Regions from separate parts of the Mus musculus genome. Here region 2 is linked to region 1. Evidence: chromatin contacts called from public HiChIP or PLAC-seq data. All regions are on one chromosome and are shown on one strand. The core of a region is the stretch at or near the end of the contact, and the rest is flanking DNA. Distances in the headings are between cores, read along the strand shown. Region 1 holds the start of Calhm2 (calcium homeostasis modulator family member 2). Region 2 overlaps Neurl1a (neuralized E3 ubiquitin protein ligase 1A).

What was found. HiChIP or PLAC-seq counts read pairs in DNA pulled down with a chosen protein or histone mark.
Region 2: a contact with region 1 is called in an H3K27ac HiChIP or PLAC-seq map of microglia, with 4 times the contacts expected there. The contact joins the enhancer-like site here to the promoter of Calhm2 in region 1. A contact is called at or near these places in 2 of 39 promoter capture datasets (both in embryonic stem cells), 25 of 484 Hi-C or Micro-C datasets (the C2C12 cell line, the N1E-115 cell line, the Patski cell line and 18 more), 2 of 115 datasets of contacts at active chromatin or transcription factors (bone marrow-derived dendritic cells and microglia) and 2 of 9 other capture datasets (adipose tissue and embryonic stem cells).

What each region holds. Positions count from the first base shown.
Region 1 is chr19:47,136,432-47,140,024 of GRCm38.p6, reverse strand. Calhm2 (calcium homeostasis modulator family member 2) reads left to right here and starts at 1,731. Exons shown (of 3, transcript NM_133746.5): 1 at 1,731-2,120.
Region 2 is chr19:47,253,574-47,257,381 of GRCm38.p6, reverse strand. It overlaps Neurl1a (neuralized E3 ubiquitin protein ligase 1A), which reads right to left. Exons shown (of 6, transcript NM_021360.4): 4 at 3,574-3,808; 5 at 524-670. Among named protein-coding and RNA genes, the nearest start is that of Mir6995, 18 kb to the left of the region's middle. Within about 2 kb of position 1,276, at least 18 of the 459 cell types and tissues checked have an H3K27ac peak or open chromatin away from gene starts, as enhancers often do. A contact at or near this core is called in bone marrow-derived macrophages and microglia, where this site is marked.

The DNA of each region.
Region 1 (3,593 bases), core at 482-2,981:
CAGCTTCCTCATTCATGGAACAGGGAGAAGGCCATCTACCTCACAGGTTCACCTGTAAGACCCCCGAAGCTGGGCCTCCGCTCAAGTCCCGGGATGAGCTGGCCAGCATCCCACCCACACCTGATGCAAACTGCAAGAGGTTTTATTATCAGCTAGCTGAGGACGAACTCCTCGAGCAATGCAGGGCAGGGAAGTAACAGTAGGGGGCTTTTAACAGCTAGCCAAGGAATTGGGAGGAGTTGGGAGGAGAGTTCTTCTCTGCCGATGTCCTTGGTAAAATTACAAGTATCGCATCTCTGGCTGTAAGGCTCAGAAACAAAAAGGCTTTTTGCTGGCTATAGAGAACAAAGAGCTTCTTTCTGGCTGTATTTTTAGAGATCAGGGAAAACAAGCTTGGGGAACAGCCAGGGGCTTTACCTTCCAGGGAGAAACATTCTAAGTCGGGGTCTCACACACCATGCGTAAAAGCGTGTGGCACGCAGCAGACACTTGGAGCTGTGTGGTTAAGGTGCTCATTCCTTTCGGAACTCATGACTGCTTGCTCTCCTCTCCCCTGAACCCGACCAAGGGATGGGACAGGACAGGAATACTTAGCTGCTGTCTTGTCCAAGAAAAGAAAGTAGAAGTGCAGACAGTTTCTTGTTTCCTGGCCCCATCTTCCAGCCCCTTGGCCTGCCTATCTCAGAGCCCACCTCCACTCTCAGCTGGGACCCAGGTGCCACAGGGAACAGGAAGTTGAACTTAACCCCAGATCCGAATAAAGGGACCAAATGAATACAGACCAAGTGTGTGTGTGTGTGTGTGTGTGTGTGTGTGTGTGTGTGTGTGTGCACGCGTGCACTTGCAGGGTGGGGTGGGGCACCCACAGGGGATAAGGTGCCAGAAAGTGCTCAGAGGAACAGACGTGAGGGAAGCTTTGGTGAGACCTAACTCCAGAGTGGTGGGAGCTCAGGCAAGTCCCCCACCCTGTAAAGTGCTTCTTGGAAAGGCACGGGTACCGATTGCTCTCCATTTATCCCTGCTACACAGACAAGCCAGACTCAGGAGGGTGTGGCTTGTCCCTGCTCAGTGTGAATCCCACTGTCCCAGCCCTGGAGAGCTGATGGCCGTGAAGGCTATCTCTCCCAATCTTAGGAGCCACTGAGGCCATCTTGACACTCTCCCTGTCAGTGGACTTGACTCATGACTTGTGAGCTCCCAGAGACGACTCTAGGGGCAGGCGGTGCAGTTTAAGAGATCCTGTCTCCCTTTAATTTCTACCTAAGACCAGCCTCTGCCTTAGGAGTTCTAGATACCCAGATGGGGACAGTACCTAGGAGTTAGATGGACTATGATGGGAAGGTCCTCTTCTGGGGATGGCAGGTACAGGCAAAGGCAGGATGCGCAGAGAGAGGAGGGGAGGAGGGGACCAGGGTCTTGACCAGGAGTTTGCAATCTGGAGCATCACCATCAATCCTGAACACCCACCTCTCCCCTGACTCTGCAGGGAACTCCTCCCGCAGCTTCTGCCAGGTGGGTGTCAAGTACGGGGGATGTTCTTCTAACTGGCCTGGAGGGCAAGCCTAGGCAAGATCTCCTTGAGGGCCCTGCCTGGCAACTGCCTAGACCTTCCCAGATGGCCCCCGAGGGGTGCTCAGGGTAGAGTCAAGGCAGGGCCAGTAGGGCCAGCCACAGCGGGCCCAGAGGCGGGCTGGGACAGGACGCAGCATCGGAGACCGCTTCTCCACTTCCTCTGTTTCTGCCTCGCGCCGCCCTCAGCAGCCCTCCCTCTTCTGCCTGGCGCCAGGAGGCTGTTTTTCCATTCTCTGGCTAGAAAGTTCCACGCCACTGTTTCTTTCTCTCTCTTTTCTGGAGTTAAATTTGTCTGCAGATGCCTGCACTTCATCTGTAGACGCCTCCAGTTAAGTTTGTTTGTAACTGGGCCCAAAGCTCCGTTGCGTTGCGTTCAAACGCTGGGCCCGGATCCTACGCGGACCTGGGTGCAAAAGCAAAGCCGGCAGTGAACCCCGTGAGGCCACTTTGCCTCGCGGTCAGGAGCACCTTCCCAGTGTCTGCGGGAGCCCACACTGCTGTCAATCCATCAGGAATCCAAGGCCACGGGGGCCTGCAACCAGCCCTAGGTAAGGAGGGGCCCTTTCCTGGAGTGTGCAGCTGTTAAAGGAGCCGGCAGCCTCTAGAGACTATCTGGAGGGAACTCCGGGAAGAACACGGAAATGATGCTTCCCCCACCCCCAGCTGTCTGTCTCCTGTCCTTGGGAAGAGCCCCCCCCCCCCCCATGATAATCTCAGAGGATGGCCGGGTCCCAGCTCTGCTCCATCCCTATGCTATCTGTCAGGCACTGTGTTCCCCATGTGAGGGTGGGTTTAGGATCCCAAGACCACCCCAAGGAGCAAATGGGTGCCTAGCAGCCAAGAAGGGAGGGAGGGAGAAGATGGAGTTGCCTGTTAGCCTGTTTATGGCCAGCAACAGGACAAAGTTCTTTCCTTGTGGGATTATTTAGAAGCTCTGGGCTCTGAACCGGGGAGTCAGACAGTCCTCCCTCCTCCCAGAGCCCACATGGCTCTGCCTGTGCCAGATGGCATCCTCGGCAGAGGCGGCAACAGGAAAAGAGAAGTGAATATAACCCAGAAAGACTTAGCACAGGCTTCCCCTATCTCTCTCCACAGCCTGACCTCTCTCCACTCACAGGCTTCATCTGGCTTGGAGAGCTGTTTCTTTTGGTGTCCCCCCCACCGCACCCCACCCCACCCAGTGCCTGTTCTCCTGATGGGGGTGGACATGGGGCCACACCCTGACTGTCTCTCTGGCTGTATGGGTGGAGTCTGGGAAGGGAATTGGGGCTAAACTTCCAAAGAGCCTGAGGCCATGGCCTCTTCTGGCACAGAGCCATCTCTGCTGAGGTCATGAAGCAGAAGAGGGCAGATAAGTACAGCGAGCCTGAAACCCCGCTGAAGCTACCTGTGGCTCCTTGGGGCAGAGATTCTGCAGGCTGCTGCATGGAGAAAGCAATAAGGAGAGCAAGGTCTGGAGGCCATGAACAGAGGGAGCTAGTTTAGCTCTGACACATTGTGTCCACTTTCTAAGTATTCTCAAGTCATGGTCAAAATCTCAGCTGGCTCCTCTGGATTTGTCTGGCCTCAGGCAAGACACCCTGTCCCCTTGATTTTCCCGTCTTTGGCATCAGGAGAAGCATCCTCGGTAGAACTGGTGGCATAAGAGTTTCAGATGTTGAACTGCCTACTCTGTGACATCATTTGTGGTCCCTAACATTCCTAGGAAGAGATTAGGATCACAATGATTTATCCGTATCCTTGTCTGGGGAAAACACATGAAGTGTGTTGAGACTCTGAGGTCTCCAAAATAAAGGGGTTTTGTGCACCCAAGGGTGTTGGCATCTTGTTTCAGGCTTGTCACTGGTCCAGGGGTCTGGTCTCCACCAGACCCGGTCTATCCTTTGTCCACTAGGACAGCCCCTGTAGCTTTGATACTTGTACCATACTCTCCAAATTGTTCCAAATCCCAAAGGGATCCATCCCATCTGGCCTAACACCACCGGTCATTATTAATCCTCCCCGGGGAGAAGAGGGTAGTG
Region 2 (3,808 bases), core at 27-2,526, 120 kb before region 1:
CCCAGCCCAGCACGGGGCCTTCTCCCAAGAGAAAAGCCCCCCCCACCCCACCCCAGCTCATGTCTTCTGCCACTACGCAAAGCCACCTTTCCACACTGACAACCCACCTTCCTGCCCAAGGAAGGAGCTGTAGCCACACAGCCCCAGACAGAGCCAGAGCAGCAGTCAGAGGAAAGGAGGAAAAGAGGAAAAGAGGAAAGGAGGAAAGGACTTTCTAATTCTTTCCAGGCGTGGTTCTACTGCACTAACGCTTGGAATCCCCCACATGCACTTTAAGAAGTCGCCTGGAAGATCAGATACCCTCTTCTGTGCTCCGTGAGCATTTATACTTACATACACACACACAGACACAGACACACACACACACACACACACACACACACACACACACAGAGTTTAAAATAAATCTTTAAAAAGAAAAAAAAAAAGCCACAGCTACACATCTGGAGAGCTCTGTCAACCGTCCCTCTCTATAGGATTTCGAGAGACGCATTGACCCACCCACGGGGGCCTTGGTACTCACCTCCAGCAGAGCCACCTAGGGGCCCAGAACCGCAGGTGCTGAGCAGGGGGTCAGAGAGGCGGATGCCCAGGGCACTGGGTGAGGTTGGAGTGGAGGCAGGTGAGCAGGGGAGAGATGGGCCACCCCGTTCAGTCATGATGGTGGAGCCTGAGAAAGTGGATGGGCCACACTGCCATTAGCCTAAAGGAGAAAGTTTCAGTCCCTGCCCCCACAGAGAGCTCCAACACCTGCCCAGAGGACAGCCACAGGCTGAGGCAGGACCCCACAGGCTGGTTCAACTCCGACCCATGCTCTGTGCCCACCTATAGGTCAGGAGGTAGTATCATGTTCTATATCACCCGCAATTTCCAAGCCAACTTTCCCTAGGTACCTTTGGCCTTCAGAGAATGGAGTCCCCCGTGCCCATGCCTCCTACCTCAGTCTCTTGTCAGAGTCCTGCCCTCGCTACCACAGTGCCTTGGAATCACCCACCTTCTCTACCCAGGCACCCTGGTCCCTACATTCTGGTCTTGCAGCCTTGCCTTCTCTCTCTCCCTCCTGTTTTCCTCCCAGTCTTTCCTGGGGGCTCATTGTGCACGCATGAGACTGGGGACAGAGCCTTTGTCCTCAAGGAGCTGACTGCTCCAGGAGCCTCTTGAGGCTGTCCTCAAACATAGTCTCTGGGGAAGCATGGCTTCCCCTAAACTCCACTACCTATGGTTATTGACCCGCCATGCCCAGCCACACAGCCTAAAGTACTTCCTCTTCTTGGCCTGAAACTCCAGCTCTGTTTCTCTAGCAGAGCCACGAGCTCGCTGAGAACAAGAAGTCACTTGCCTGTGACTTTCCCATGGGCCCTGAGAGAAGGTTCTGCACACAGGCAGGTGCATTGTTAGCTGTAACTCATGTCAGTGTTATTATTTCTAAGAATGATCAACGAATGTTCACAGGGTGCGTCTTTCCTCTCTCCTCTCCTCCCTTCCTTCTCCCCCTCCACACTGAAGACTAGACTCAGGTTTCACTTGTGTTAGGAAAGCTATCAGTCACTGACCAATGTCCCAATACCTTATTTAACTTTTTAAAACAGTATCTCACAACCAGGCACACCTTTTATCCCAGGACTCAGAGGAGACAGAGGCAGGCAGATCTATGGGTTTGAGGCCAGCCTGATCTACAGAGTGAGTTCTAGGACAGCCAGGGCTATACAGAGAAACCTTGCCTTGAAAACCAAGTAGCCTAGGCTGGCTTTGAACTTGCTCCGCAGCTCAGGCAAAAGCCTCCCAAACAGGTTGGATTGCATGCTCAGTTCATACAGTTTTTCTCTTACTACATTAATATTTTAAATCAATTACCATCTTTTCAGAAACGGATGTCAAGTTACTTTTCTTTCCCAACTGCACTGGCTAGCATTTTTCCGAACAACATCTATAAAGCAACCCTGACCTGGTTGTCTTAGTGAAAGTAGTTTCATTCTACCAGTGAATACATAGAGTTCTGTACACATGGATACAGGAAACGACCCTTACTTATTGGCTCATGGGGAACTTTCACAAAGCCAAGCCTTTACTGTAAGAGGAACGGTGACCCTGCACATGCTGCCCCTGGCTTCTTTTCCCCTTAGGGTCAGGATTCCCCAACACCATTTTGTTGGCTGACAGACATGCCCAATTCTCCAAACAACTCAGGAGCTATTAATAGTCACTGGGTTCTGGGTGGTATTTCTTAACATCCACCTTGACCCACTTAGTACTTGGGACAGAAAAAGTCTTGTGTTTGTTTTGTTTTAATTCCTTCCTGCTCCAGTCTCATAAACACCCTTAGATGGCAGAAGCCTTACTGGAAAGCTACTTAGCTATTATTAGGTGGTACTGATGTAGGAGCGGGCTTTGCCTCTGTGATTTCCCTTCTCTAAGAAGCAATGAGTGCAGCCAATTCTCTCTAACTAACTTCAGCTCAGATTTGCAGGCGCGCGCGCGCGCGTGTGTGTGTGTGTGTGTGTGTGTGTGTGTGTGTGTGTGTGTGCGCGCGCGCGCGCGTGCGCGCGTGCAGAATTGGCCTGGTCTACAGAATGAGTTCTAGGACAGCCAGGGCTATGTAGACAGATCTTGTCTCAAATAAATCAGGCAAGCAAACACAAACAACAACAGAATCGGAGGTCCAGAACCTATCCTACAGCTACAGAATTAGGATCTCCGGAGCTTCGTTTACAGTGAGGCTAGTGAGAGATGCCCAGCAAGGTAAACCCACCCTAGCTGTGGCTGACATCATGACGAGGACAGATTTCCCACGCTAAGGACTGCCAAAGGGAATACTGAGAATGGAGCACATGCAGACACACCTCTCGGACAGCCACAGCGCATGACTGAATGTGACTAGCCCTCACACTCTGGCCATCTCCGCCCCCTCACTAGGTTTGCCAATCAAAGCCCATCCTCCCTTCGGCTGCCCTCTCCTCAGGTGCTTGGTCACAGTGAGGGATACCTATCCTATATATAGAACAAGCCACGGAGTGTGGCTTAATACAAGCCCACATCCTCTAATCCTTTCAAACTGCGTCTTCCTAAAAAGAAAGGTCTAGAACACTGCAATCTAATTCCTGAAGGCCACCTGCTCAGGGAGTCCCCTACTCTGATGCAGGTGCCCAAGAAGACACTAATACGGTGTTTGAGGTGTTTGTTTGTTTGTTTTTCTGTTTTGAGACAGAAATGAAGCTCTGGCTGACCTGAAACTCAATATGCAGACCAGGTTAGCCTCGAACTTGCAGAGATCCTCCTGCCTCTGCTTATTAAACGCTAGGATAACAGATATGCACCACCACAACCAGCTAACCTTATTTTCCCTAAGAGCCACAAGCAGCCCTGAGGAAACCAAGTCTCAGAAAGTTCACTGCCCTCGCCCCTTTAATACAACCTCTGGGGTGTAAGGCTCTGGCCAATTTGTGTGTCTTTTGGGTTCTTCTGAGTTCATTCCTCTCTTCCCGACATCCGTGGACCAGATGCTTCCACCCTACCCAGAACTCACCTAAGCCTAGAAAGAGCATCATGGACTGGGGGATGGCACCCGGAACTCACCGAGGATGCGGACCTGCGTGATGGCGCCATGCAGGCTGAAGAGCATCCAGAGGGGCTGCGAGGCATCCACGCACAGCTGCATGCCGGCCGCCGCGCCGTTGTGACTCAGGTGCAGCTCTCCGTCCGCGTTGACCACCAGGCCCAGGATGTCGCCGCTGTGCAGAGGCCCGGGCACGCGACACACCGCCCAGAACTCCTTGCGGTCCACCAGGGCCTCGGGGCTGAAGGGCAGGTC